2 separate regions of the Mus musculus genome follow, and region 1 is linked to region 2. Evidence: chromatin contacts called from public promoter capture Hi-C data. All regions are on one chromosome and are shown on one strand. Each heading gives the region's core, a stretch centred on a gene start, on an enhancer-like site or on the middle of the called end of the contact. The rest is flanking DNA. Distances are from core to core; before and after follow the strand shown. Region 1 overlaps Nav1 (neuron navigator 1). Region 2 overlaps Lmod1 (leiomodin 1 (smooth muscle)).

Region 1 (6,686 bases), core at 111-2,610, 110 kb after region 2:
TGGTGGTGGCAGTGGTGGCAGTGGAGGTGGCGGTGGGTGAGGGGACCCAGCAGAGCTGGAATGAGCGTGAACCGCGCTAGCACGAAGTCTCACCATCATCCGTGGGGTCTCGGAAGGATCCTGACCGAATCATTCCCTTGGGTCTCTCGGCCAGGGACAGGGTGCTCCCCATTTGGGAGCCGCTGTACAGCTCGAAGGCCGCCTCGTGGGTGGGGATGCTGTTGGATCGGGTGATTCTTGGCGTGGTGGCCGCAGTGGGACTCACTGGAAGGACAGAGGGGAGGGGGAGGGGCGTGGGAGGGGGAGGCAGGAAAAGAGGCAGGGTCATCAGCTCTCTGGTCCCTTGTGGGGACGGAGCAGGAGTCATTGAAAGGCAAACGGGAAGAAGGGAGGAGAGGAAGGAGCAGTAGGTGGGGCCGTGGGGGTGTGCAAGCAGCTGGAGGTTAGGAGTGGCCCCTCCTGGGAAGGTTGGGCCCTGATGGAGAAGGACTCCATGGTCTGTACTAAGGATCTTCCTTGAATGCTTGACTGCCTTGGAGTGGTTGCTTTTGAAGGTTAGGCTGGGGGCCTGGCCACTTTCCCGAAACCTTCACATCACCAGGATGTGCTGATGAAAATGGGATGTGCGGTTCTCAAAAACACAAGCTGTCTTAGGGGTGGACTGAGAACTCAGACCAAGACTCAGATCCAAGTGAGGAAACAAACCAGGCTTCAGAGAGGCTACGGAATCCACACCTGTGAAATGGGTCAACCACAGAGGCCAACCCCACTTTCCCTTGCTAGATGGATGCCTTTCAGGGGTCAGAGCCTGTGGTGTTCCCCTGTCGGACCTCTTGCCTCCATGCAGGTATGTGGGTGTTCACCCTCCCTGCCTACAAAGACCTGGGGAGAAGAAGTCACCCCTCTGTCTTGGCCCTCAGGAACTAGTAAGATCGTTACTGTTTAGCCCAGTCCCTCATTCGACAGCATGAATGGCTTTTATTCTTGTTTGGCCTTTAATGGAGACAGAAAACAGGCTGATAAGCCCACAGAAGCCAAATGACTCTTCCTTAGGCATAAAGGACCCCCATTCCTAGTTTTCTTCAAATTCCCCACAGTCCCTGCATCGAAAGATGTTACAAGTCCTCTTTGGGGAAAAAACAAAACAAAACAAAAACCAACCCAAAACCTGCTTCCCCCCTCCCTACCCCCCTTAGTTGAGAGGAGAGATGGACTTAAGAGATACAGCAAGCAAATGGCAGGTCTACTCCAGACCTAGTCTAAAGAGATTCCTATTAAACCAGTCATGGCACAGTGCTTCCCAGAACCAGGGCTGGTGTGGGCCTGAGCTGGAGCCAGCCCCTCCTCCTGTAGCCTGTTTTCCCATCCCGTCTGAGTCACAGAGCCACTTCCTTCTCTCCAAAGGCTTTAAAGAGGGTGTGGTGTGTCTAGGGCGTGTCTTAGTCAGCCTGCCTTTAGGGCTGAGATAGCCTGGGCTCAGCCCGAGCAGTTGGTAGAGCTGGACTTTTCTGGTGACAGACTTCACTCTACAATCAACCCTTGTCTGTCTTCAGCTCACCAAACCCATAGGTTGGTATTGCCCTCCCAGCAGCTGCCCGGGACAGTACTGTCATGGACTTTCTTAAGCTCAGGGTCTTAGTGTATGGATTGCCCTGCTTGTCATTCAGACCCTCTGATGCCATCAGGACCCTATAGCTGTGTCCAGGGACAACCTTTTAGTCTAAGACCTTGGAACACTTTGCCTTCATCTTTAGTTTGGGTTGGTAAACTGAGGCACCATGAAGCAACCCCACTACAACAGGAGCCAAAATGCCTAGTTGTTTTGCTGCCTCACTCACTCTGCAGGGTGAGCCCCGCCTCATCTCTTGCCACAGTGAATGACTGCAGATACTGACCTATGTTGGTAAGCTGGCCCTTTGCACTCAAGGACATGGAGAGAGCAGGGGGGGATGGCAGCTCTGCCTGGTCGTCGGATTCTGGAAGCCCACCGGCAGTGTGGGAGTGCCGCCTCTCCTTGGTCTCCTCCTGGGACTGAAGCTGGTACCTGAAGAAGTAGCAAAGAGACACAGTCTGAGCTGCTACAAAGTGACATCAGAGGTTTGGCTGTGTGAGGGATGGCTAAGCTAGGGGTAGGAGGGGACTTTGGAAGAGGGACAAGGAAAAGGAGGATCGGTCGGAGGCAACCCAGGATTGTCCCCTGAAAGCTCCTGAAGGGGACAGGGTGGATGGAGGTTTTAGAAATTCCTCCACAGAGCAGGGCTCTATGGTGCCACATGGAGGCAGGTGACACATGTCCCCATGTATCCAAGTCAGTGGTATCTGACAGTGGAGGATCCACACCCCCTGTCCCTTGCCTATGTGCGTGGTCTCAGAAGTCCCCTGTGAGGGGATGAACTGCATCGAGGCAGTTCATAGGGCTGTGGTAACTTTGGACAACTGTGGTGGTTTGAATGTAAATGGCCCCCCAGAGGCTCACAGGGAGTAGCACTATTAGGAGTGGCCTTATTGGAGTGGGTGTGAAGTTGGAGGAAGTGTGCCACTAGGGGTAGTCTTTGAGGTCCCAGATGCTCCAGCTAGGCCCACTGTGGCTCACTTGGTTTCTAAGGCCTGCTGAACTCTCTGCTCCTCCTCCAGCACTATGTCTGCCTGCATGTTGATATGTTTTCTGCCTTGATGATAATGCACTAAACCTCTGAACTGTAAGCCAGCCCCAGTTAAATGTTTTCCTCTATAAGAGTTGCTGAAGTCACAGTGTCTCTTCACAGCAATAAAAGCCTGTATGCAAATTCACTTGTTCCCTGACACCAAAAAGAGTCACTTGCTATAATAGCTAACACAGTTGATGGTGAGTTCGCAGTGGGCTTGGGTGGCATTTTTTAGGACCGCATACAAATGACTGTCTAAAAAGGCCACTAAATTCATCCATGGGACCGTGGGTTAGGTTGGGTTGGGATTTTATTTTATTTATTTTTGCAACCTACCACAATTGCCTCTGCCTCCCATATTCTGGAATTAAAGCTGTGTACCACCCAGCTAGAACTTTTTTAAACAGGCCAGGAGTCTCATATATATATATATGAAAAACAAAACCCCACACATTTGAGGGTTACCTGAGCCCTTTCTTGGGGAGGGTATTCCGATCTCGCTGACTGCTGTGGAGAGAAAGAGGAAGGCAGGTGAGCCTATTTTGGAGTTTGGGGGGGCATAAGTTTGAAGGGTCTATCCTCTGGGGACAGGACAGCAAACTATGAAAGTCTGTATGAACAAATAATAAGACAGTCACAATCAAATTCTTGATTCAGAACTTGGGAAATATTTGAAATGGTACATGCTTTCTTTCTTCCTGTTAGGCGTTAAGGTGTAGTTAGCTGTTTAAAATGTCCAACTGTGGAAGGTGAGAACCAGGATATGATGTAACAGAACCAATTTTGCTCTTAAAAGCAAAAGTCAGAAGATGAACAAAACTAATTATGAGACTTCGGAGATGTCATTCTAACTTTCTGTAAAGCTTTCCTTATGTACAAGATGAGACCAAAAGTAAGACACCGTACGTTTCTCAGGGAGTTACAAAGGAATTAAATTATTGAAAATGTGAAAAAGAAAAAAGCATAAAAAAAAAATCGGGCTGGTGTGATGGCTCAGCGGTTAAGAGCGCTGACTGCTCTTCCAAAGATCCTGAGTTCAAATCCCAGCAACCACATGGTGGCTCACAACCGTCCGTAACAAAATCTGATGCTCTCTTCTGGAGTGTCTGAAGACAGCTACAGTGTACTTACATATAATAAATAAATAAATAAATATTAAAAAAAAAATCAAGCGTCGCAAATGGAGGGACCTGCTAATGGCCATGTGAGTCTGAGGCAGGCTCAGCTCCGGCTCCACATACCTGTCCAATTGTCCAGCCCTGGGGCTTCCACTCCAGGGCAGCTCTTCTGTGTCTTCCTCTGATGGGGCAGTAGGTGGGGTAGGGATGGGGGCGCTGCTGGGGAAGGCACTGGGCAGGCTCATTGGCATCTGGAGGGACTCCATGCTCCTGTGCAGGCCTGAGAGTTTGGGGTACATGCGGGTCTCCTTTGGGACACTGAAACCACTCATTAGCTCCAGGCCCTGGGAGAAGCTGGCTGAGTTAATATTGAGGATGGGTGCTGGGCTGGGAGTGAAGCAAGAAGGGAGAGGGCCCCCAGTTGATGAGCTCGGAGCATGCAGATCTGGGACCTTGGAAGCATGGGTGTCGCTGGAAGATGGTAGATCCAAACTGTTGGAGTTGACTTTGTCTAGATTGGCTAGCGAGGGTGGCTTGACAAAGCTTTTAGCTGTGGCCCTGAGAGGAGTGAAGATGAAATACAATATTTAGAATAACAAATTACAGGGCAACAGGCAATCTTTTTCTAGTTCCCTTCTTTTCTGGCTGCCTATGCAGCTAAAGGTTTACGCTGCTGCTGCTGATAAACCAACTGGAAGGAGATTCAACACCTGACTTATAGCATCTTCAATCGTAAGGGAGACAACACGTGCATCTGGGGAATGTGCGGCTGAACACAGCAAAATCACATGCACGGGTACTGAAGACACACGGAACAGTAGAGACAAGGTGAGTTTTCAAGCAGAGAGAAGAAATGGTAGAAGAGGGAGGAAGGATCCAAACAAAGGTCTAGAGACGCAACGGATAGGCCATGCCACATCTAGTTTAAGGCTGGAGACACAGGGGAGGAAGTCATTGCCCAGTGTGGGTACCTGAGAGGGGTTGGTGGCAGCTCTGCTAACTTGGTGGCTGGAGGGTGGCTTGCTTGGTTCTTGGGAGTGCTTTCTGGGGAGCCTATGCTCTTCAAGGAGATGTTGTCTGAGTCCAGGGCCACAGCCTTGGCTTTGGCCTTCTCCTTTTCCCGATCTGTCTGATTGACAGGGGCTGGAGTGCTCCGACCACTGGCGACCTTGGAAGGTTCCTTCAGTCTGGAGGGTGTAAGGCCACCCTGCTTGGTGCTGAGGAGGCTGGGGTCAATGCTGCTGCTAACAGGCCGAGGTCCACCACGCCCAGTCACACTCATAGAACTGGACTTGGCTGGCCTGGGTAGGCTGCGATACTGGATGTTGGACCGTGCTCCAGGGGCGAGAAATCCGGGCTCTACACTGTTGGACACGTCTAAACTCGTCTTGCGCCCGTTTACTGGCTTCACAGGGATCCCTGAGGACTTCTGGATCTTGCTGAGGGTGGCTGAGCTACCGGTCTGCATGACAGTGGCTGTGCCAGTAGCAGGGGGAGGCTTCTTATAACCAAAGGATCCTGAAGTAGAGGGCCGAGCAATGCCTGAGGGGGGCTTCTTAGCATCACTCAGGCGGTCCCGGCCAGCATCAGAAGAGGAGCGTTGTAGCCCAGTGTTCTTCACTGCGAGTTTACCCTTGTCTGTAGCTTTGCCTTCAGGTTTGCCTGAAAGAGGGTAGGAAAGAGAGGAAGAGTTGCTATCATGATATCCTAAAAACACTTTTTCTTCTCTCTAGGGGAAAAGGAACAATTGTCTATACATAATAAAGATCTAGAGTCCTAAATATGGGCAAACGGGTATTGGATAAAAGCGGATACAGCTTCTTGCCAGAGGGCCTATGGGAGGAAGAAGGCTTTTCACTTCGTTTGTTTTTATTGTTTTCTGTAGGGCAGTTTATTTTGGTTAAAATGGCAGAGGTGATGACAAAAATGATCAAGAAGGAAGTGTGTTTAAAAACTAACTGGTTAAGGAGGGACAAGGAGGGGACACAATGAATCAGACAAGGCAATGTGTAGACACCAGAGAGAAATGCCCATTAAAACTCTAAGAGACCCACAGGGCAAGCCTGCAAACAATGTGCTTCTATTCTGTTCTGTTGCTGCTGCGGCTTTGGCGGTTTAGGTTTTTGAGACACGGATTCTCTGTGTAGCTCTGACTGTCCTTAAACTCGCTCTGCAGAGCAAGATGGCCTCGAACTCCTCCTGCTTCTCTGCCTCTCGAGCACTGGTGTTAAAAAAAAAAACGTGTGCCACCAAGCTGGCTGTGCTTCCTCCTGTGTAGCCACGGAACATAGTACTTCAGGAGGACCTCCTTGAGATGCTAAGAAGTACGCCTTGGGGAAGGAAAGGAAGAAGCTAGTGGGAACCATTTGAAGAGAGGTCAAACCTATCCCTGGGTACACTGTCTGCCTCCTGTTCTTTCTATCAGCTGTGTGGTTGCAGCTTAGTCAGCTGATCGCTGAGTCATTTCCCACATTTGTAAAATAGTAACATCCATCTTTCCTAACTCACCGGACTCTCCTAGAGGCCAGAAAGGACACTGTACATTAAAGCACTAATGCAAACCTTTCCTATCATGCTACAGGCTTGTGTTTATTAAGGAAAACCATCCAAGAAAGGTCTTCCCCCTTGTCCCTCCTGTATCCTGCCTCACCTGCGACTTTGAGGGCACTCTGGGCGGTGTGAGTGATGGGAGAGGTGACAGCCACCGGAGGGGTCTTGCCCTTTTTCAAGGACCCTGGGTGTCCCAGGCTGATGGGCTTTTTCAGTTCTCCGCCCTTGGATGCGTCATCGCAGCTCTCTGGTCTCTCTCTCCGCCACTTTGAAGTCCCAGGTTCCATCTTCAGGCTACCACTGTCGTACTCCAGTTTTTTAGGGGTCTTCTCCTCTGACTCACTGAACCAGTTGAGCCCACTCTCCGCCAGGG
Region 2 (6,555 bases), core at 2,163-4,662:
GTAAACTAGCAGCCTAATGTGAGTTCTGGGAACTGAACTTTTAACAAGCTAAGCCATCCCTCCAACTCCTGAATTTTATTTTTTTTTCTATGGATTAAGCTATCCAATGATAATTTTCTGTCTTAGTGAATAACTCAACTTTTTGTTGATGAGATTCCCCCATCATAAAAGTACTTCAGATGTTAAACATCTATTGGAAAAAAAACAGTGACGTTGTTACCTTGTGTCATATTCCAAAGTACTGCCCTGAATAACAAGCCTAGACTGACCCCTTCTCCTGCCAGCCAGAGCTCACCAGGGAGAAAGGGGAGGAGCTTGGGAAAGGGTGGGAAGAGTCCTGCAAAGGCCTAGCGCCTCCAACCTGAGGCAGAGCAGAGCTGAGCTGAGGAGGAAGGACAGGCAGGCCCTGAAAGGGTCCTAGTCAGCACCGGTCAGGGAAGAGGCCAGCTGTCTACATCTGACCCTGAGGGCAGCTGGGCAGTCACTGACATACTTAAGCAAAGAGGTGACCTGAGAGGTGTGACCTCAGAAAGGCCTAGTGGCTACAGTACCCTGTTCCTGGGGACAAGGCTGTCACCCTAACCCTGTGAGAGGAAGGATAGCCTGAACCAAGAGAAGTGTTATGGAACATAATACCTGTATGGCGGAGATGAGGGAATACAGAACTTTGGTATGAAATAGGATGGTTTTCCAGTCTCCTGCCTTTGGACCTCTGGTTGGGCAGAAGGGAAAATGACTACAGAGACCCACATGACCACCAGTTCACCTCTCCTTTTCCAGCAGAGCCCAACAATAGATGTATGGAGGAACCCCACACCTACTGTGTGGGGCACACAGTACGTAGGGAGGCAAGAGCTGATGGGTCCATGCTTTGAGGTACTTAGGGTACACAGACCAAGACGGTCACTAAACTATTAAGTACAAGGTCTGGATCTGCAGTGCCGTGTGGCCCAGAGACAGAGCTTTGTGAGACATTGAAACATAGAATACAAGTGAACAGGGGCTGGAGAGATGGCTCAGGGGGTAAAAGCACTTGTTGCTTTTGCAAGGGAACCTAGATTCTCTTCCTAGCACAGGCATGGTGGTTCACAACCATATGTAACTGTATTCCGGGGGATTCAGAAGTCCTTCCCAGAGATGTGGCACATACATACATGCAGGCGAAACACTCATGAATAAAAAATGAAATAAATCATATATATGATTTATTACATATATGAGATATAGATAGATAGATAGATAGATAGATAGATAGATAGATAGATAGATAGATAGATATAGATATATCTCACACACACACACATGTGACCGAGGGTGGCTAAGTTACCAGGAAAGAAAGTGGGAATGTGAAATTTGATCAGGCAACACTGTTGTTAGTGTATCTATGAGATCGGGGTCAAACTCCCCTACCCTGCGTGGCAAAAGGAGTTCGTCCTCAGCTAGCTGACAATAAAGCCTCTTGCAGTTTGCATCAGGTGTGGTTTTCTCTCGAGTTACTGGGGTGCCAGCCAGCTCATCCCGGGACTTGAGGGGAGGTCTCCCCAGTTTCGGGGGTCTTACATATCCACTAGAGGAAGAGACTCCTTTGAGGGAGGCTGAAGAGGATGCTAAAGCAAAAGAAAACCATGGATGGAGATAGAGGGAAGAATGCATGCTACAAAGAAGATCTGGTCCCTGCCAAATGTTCCCTGTGCAATCAAGGAAGACAAGGAATAAAAGACAGAGATGCTGGGCCAGGGAGAGGTCACCTTGCCAGGTGACCCTGGTGACTGAATCCCATCCTAGGATGTAAAGGTGGAAGGAGAAAAGCTGCTCCTGAAAGGTGGGTCCGCCCTCCATGTGTGCCTTGGCACAGGAGCCCACACGCATCATTCAGATGTGCGCACACTATTAATAGTATTTAAGTAAAATAAAATCTCAAAGATGGAAACCTGCTTTGGCAACAAGAGCGATCTGGCAAAACTAACTTCTGTGGTTCGGTCCCTCTGCCCCCGCCTGGGTGCTGAGGGGGAGACAGGACTGTGTTGGTCTTCGGCGGAAAATGTGAGACTCTCTGAAGAAGTTAGAGGCAGGGTGGATCTTGGATAGAAATGTAGGTTGGAAATAGATTTACAGGGGGATGTGAGCATGTAGAGAGTGAGAGGAGGAGCCAGGAGGGAAGGATTCAGAGGGAGGAGAGATGGTAAGCTTAGCCTGGGTCTCAGGGCAGGAAGAGGGGGAGGGTAAGGGAGGGGGAGAAGGGGGAGGAGAGGATCAAGGAGGGGAATTTGCAGGTGTGACACAGGACAGTAGAAAATCCTACAGCTGGCTTCTTGATCCTTTCTGGACTGCAGAGAAGATTCTCTGCAGGGGATAGAGGGGAATGGGACTAAAGAGGCAATGAGAGAGAGAGAGAGACCCAGCAACTGTGCAGAGATGCTGGAGACCCCCTATGGTCCAGCCAACAGGATGGTTTAATACATCCGATAGGATGTTATTCTGTCTTGAAAGAAAAAGGGAATGATGAGTTGACATTCATGAGATGTCCCCATTTCTTGGGTGATCTCCTCCATTTAGCAGAACGTATGTGTCCTTCTTTATGCTTGCGTCTTAGAGACAGGGTCTTGCTGTGTAGCCCTGCTAACCCAGAACTTGCTACGTAGACCAGGCTGGCCATGAACTTACGTTGATCCTCCTCCTTCCCCAGTGTTGGGATTACAGCTTTTAAGTGTTCCAGTCTACAGATTCCTCAACAACTAGAGTACTGGTGATGAGCTGGGTGAGAATTTAAGACTGAGAAAAGTAAGCTTTCTTTGGAAAGATGACATTTATAGAGTAGTGTTCCAGAGGAAAGCACTAGAAAAAGTCATTAGTGGAGGACAGAGCTGGGACAATGTGATGGTTTGATATGCTTGGCCTGCGGGAGTGGCACTATTAGAAGGTGTGGCCTTGTTGAAGTAGGTGTGTCACTATGGGCCTGGGCTTTAAGACCCTCATCCTAGCTGCCTGGAAGTCAGTCTTTCACTAGCAGCCTCCAGATGAAGATGTAGAACTCTCAGCTCTCCTTGAACCATGCCTGCCTGGATGCTGTCAGGTTCTCACCTTGATGATAATGGATGGAACCTCTGAACCTATAAGCTAGCCCCAATTAAATGTTGTCCTTAAAAGAGTTGCCTTGGTCTTGGTGTCTGCTCACAGCAGTAAAACCCTAACTAAGACAGACAAAGATCTTAGCCTGAAGCTGAAAAACCTATGGTTTGGAAAACAAATTTGGTCTCTTTCCAGCTGTGCAGTCCTTTGGGAAAAGTGGTAAAAATGGAGAATAAAATGGCCGTCAGCTCCTCCCCCGTCTCCCACTTCTGGCCCAGTGGGACAGGCTTCCTTGTTTATTGCATTCCTTTAAGGAACATCAGTGCTGGGCAGTCTCTGGGGACTAGCCTGGCTGGCTTAGCTGCCTCTTGGCTTCTACATCCTTCCTCTGCTTCAGCCGTCTTCAAGGTTACAGGAGAGGGAAGAAAAGAAGCCACAGAAGCAAGAAGGCTTCTCTTTGTGGACTCTAGAAAGTCTTAACACAGGAACCTTGTTCTACCCTCCCACCTGGCATTGATCTAGCCTAGTCCAAACCTAGATGCAACCATTCAGCAGAGGTACAGACTGATCAGGGTCCTTATACCCTGGGCCTTCAATGTCTGTCCTATGGACCTAAGCTTATGGGAGAGCTAGTGGCTGGGCAGAGCCCTGAGTGTCTCTCAGGATGGAGAGGAGTTTCGTTCTCCCCTGGCCCCTCTGCAGGATGTCCTCCTATCTTACCCCTGGCTTGGCTTGCCCTGGCCACATCTACCATACAAGCAGGTCACCTCTACCGGGCCTAACCAGCACCAGAGTAAGGCTTGGGGGTTGTAGCTCTGAGCCAGGACTGTGTTCCCAGCATTTGGAAGGAGGATTTTGAATTTGAGGTTAGCTGGGGCTACATTTCAAGACCCTGGGCCAGCCTGAGAGAGAGCTAATGAACATGTTTTTCCGATCTGTGGCCTCCCCAGGCACAGAGGCATTAGCATTCCGTAGCTTCTGGTAGTCATTGACTTGTATTTCTGGTTCTGAATTTCAAATTTTATTTATTTATCTGTGTCAGTTCTTTAAGAATTTCATTCAGTGAGTTTTGACCATATTCATGCCTCCCACGACTTCTGTCCATCCCTTCTTCCTATCCAGCTTCCTGCCCTCTTTTGACTTTCTCCACCCTTCAGGTCTGATTTGTGCTGAAGGTTTAGCTGACTTTATTTTAGGTGTATGTGTGAGTTGCTGCACGTGCGTGGGTGCACTGTGTCTAAGGAAGTCAGAAGAGAGTGTGGGGTCCTCTGGAGCTGGGGTTACAGATGGTTGAGAGCCTCCACGTGGGCGCTGGGAACTGAACTGGGGTCCTTTGCAAAAGCAATCATCTAACCACTGAACTACTGAGCCATCTCTCTATCCTAAAACCTTAAAAGGAAATCTCTCTTTTTTTTAAAGATTTATTTATTTAAACTTTTTTTTAAAGATTTATTTATTTATTATATGTAAGTACACTGTAGCTGTCTTCAAACGCACCAGAAGAGGGCATCAGATCTCATTACGGATGGTTGTGAGCCACCATGTGGTTGCTGGGATTTGAACTCAGGACCTTCGGAAGAGCAGTCAGTGTTCTTACCCGCTGAGCCATCTCACCAGCCCAAAGATTTATTTATTATTTATTATATGTAAGTACACTGTAGCTGTCTTCAGACACTCCAGAAGAAGGAGTCAGATCTTGTTACGGATGGTTGTGAGCCACCATGTGGTTGCTGGGATTTGAACTCCGGACCTTCGGAAGAGCAGTCGGGTGCTCTTACCTGCTGAGCCATCTCACCAGCCCAAAAGGAAATCTCTTTTATTACATTTTATTGTATTGTATTTTTTAAAACATGGAACAAGTTTGTATGTCATCCTTGCACGGGGGTTTGGGGGGCACTAATCTTCTCTGTATCGGTCCAAGTTTAGGGTGTGCGTTGCTGAAGCGAGCACATTACATTTTATGTATTTGTGTTTTCTGTGTGAACAAGTGTGCTATGTATGGCACACATATGGAGATCACATAGGAAGTCATACAGACAACTTTCAGGAGTTTGGCTCTCACCTTCTTCTACATCCTGAAAATTTTAACTCAGGTCAGCAGGGTTGGGGGCGAGCACCTTAATCTACTTGGCCATCATCTAACTGGCTTCGGGGTTTTTATTTGTTTATTTCTTTTATTTTGTTTTAGAGACAGGGTTTCTCTGTATAGCCCTGGCTGTCCTGGAACTCACTCTGTAGACCAGGCTGGCCTCAAACTCACAGAGATGCTCCTGCCTCTGCCTCCCTAGTGCTGGGAGTAAAGGCACCCCCATGGCCCAGCCAGCACTGGCTTTAGTTTTTTATTGTACAATCTTTCTTTTCTCTGCCCTCTCTCTTCCCATCCCCTTAAAACCGTTTCAAATAGCCCAGGTAGCTAACTTAGAATTTGATATGGAGCTGAGGCTGGCCTTGGATGCCTGGTCCTCCTGTCTCCACTTCCCAAGTGCTGGGGTTTTCGGTGTGAGCCACTGTGTCTGGCCTACAGACTGTCTGGCCTTCATCCCCTACACTAATATCTGGTTTCAGTTAGTGGACATTATTCTCTCAATGCCAGAGTAGATGCTGTGTGCCCATGCTGTGTGCTAGGCAGTCAGTAACTAGTAATGTGTGCCTGGTGGCCCCAATCCACTGGAAGAGACAGAGAGGCTGAGAAAGGGGCTAATGCAAGGGAGAGAGGAAAGGCATCCGTAGGGCAGAGGTACAAGGGAAAGAGCCTGTCAGGGGTGACATCTCCAAAACAGGCCTTGGTTTAGGCTCCACTGACTCTGGGTGATGGGCAGGCTCAGACCCAGTGAAGGTTCACTGGGAAATGCCTGTGCCAAGAAGCAAAGTTGGAGGGGGTGCTGAGAAAAAACAAAAAGGTGAGGCCCAAGAGGGACCCCGTTCCACAGTGGGATCCATCTACCAGGCCTCTTTCTCCTCCAGGAGTCAGTCCCAGAGCCTCCTCATCCTGTTTCTCCTCTCTCACTCTCCTCCATGCATGCCACGACCTCGAAGGACTTTATCCTGCTCATTTCCACCAGGAGCCGTGCTGTCCTGCCAGCCTGCTTCTCAGCTCACTTGGGGAACCATCCGCATTTCCTTTGGGTCTCCTCTTGCAAGTCTGGTTTTCTCATTACTACTCATTGAATTTTTAGCCTCAAAGCTCAGTGTCTCATAGAGAAACAGTGGGGAACAAACACAGGAACTTGACAGATTAAGGCAGCCTACAGTGAGGACCTTGGGCTGTGGTTCCATTCCTGATGTTGGGGAATTAGGAACTCATGGACATCAAATCCAGGTTTCCATCTCTGATGATGGCTGCTTCCTCCCCTTTCCTCCTGGAAGGCCTCTCCTCTCACCTAGATATGAAATCCAAAGGAAAGATGGGTGTCCCTGCTAGAGCACCTGAGGCTGACATTCATGCAGCACCCCAAGTCTCTACAGAGATCTGTGCCTCATCAAACT

What was found. Capture Hi-C pulls out chosen DNA fragments and counts their contacts.
Region 1: a promoter capture Hi-C map of adipose tissue shows a contact between it and region 2. The contact joins two enhancer-like sites. A contact is called at or near these places in 1 of 39 promoter capture datasets (pre-B cells), 2 of 115 datasets of contacts at active chromatin or transcription factors (embryonic stem cells and pancreatic cancer cells) and 2 of 9 other capture datasets (adipose tissue and liver).

What each region holds. Positions count from the first base shown.
Region 1 is chr1:135,465,746-135,472,431 of GRCm38.p6, forward strand. It overlaps Nav1 (neuron navigator 1), which reads right to left. Exons shown (of 30, transcript NM_173437.2): 5 at 6,414-6,686; 6 at 4,735-5,425; 7 at 3,887-4,321; 8 at 3,111-3,152; 9 at 1,896-2,044; 10 at 94-264. Among named protein-coding and RNA genes, the nearest start is that of Mir1231, 14 kb to the left of the region's middle. Within about 2 kb of position 1,361, at least 94 of the 459 cell types and tissues checked have an H3K27ac peak or open chromatin away from gene starts, as enhancers often do. A contact at or near this core is called in adipose tissue, where this site is marked.
Region 2 is chr1:135,348,804-135,355,358 of GRCm38.p6, forward strand. The region is part of intron 1 of Lmod1 (leiomodin 1 (smooth muscle)); the gene reads left to right. Among named protein-coding and RNA genes, the nearest start is that of Shisa4, 23 kb to the right of the region's middle. Within about 2 kb of position 3,413, at least 27 of the 459 cell types and tissues checked have an H3K27ac peak or open chromatin away from gene starts, as enhancers often do. A contact at or near this core is called in adipose tissue, where this site is marked.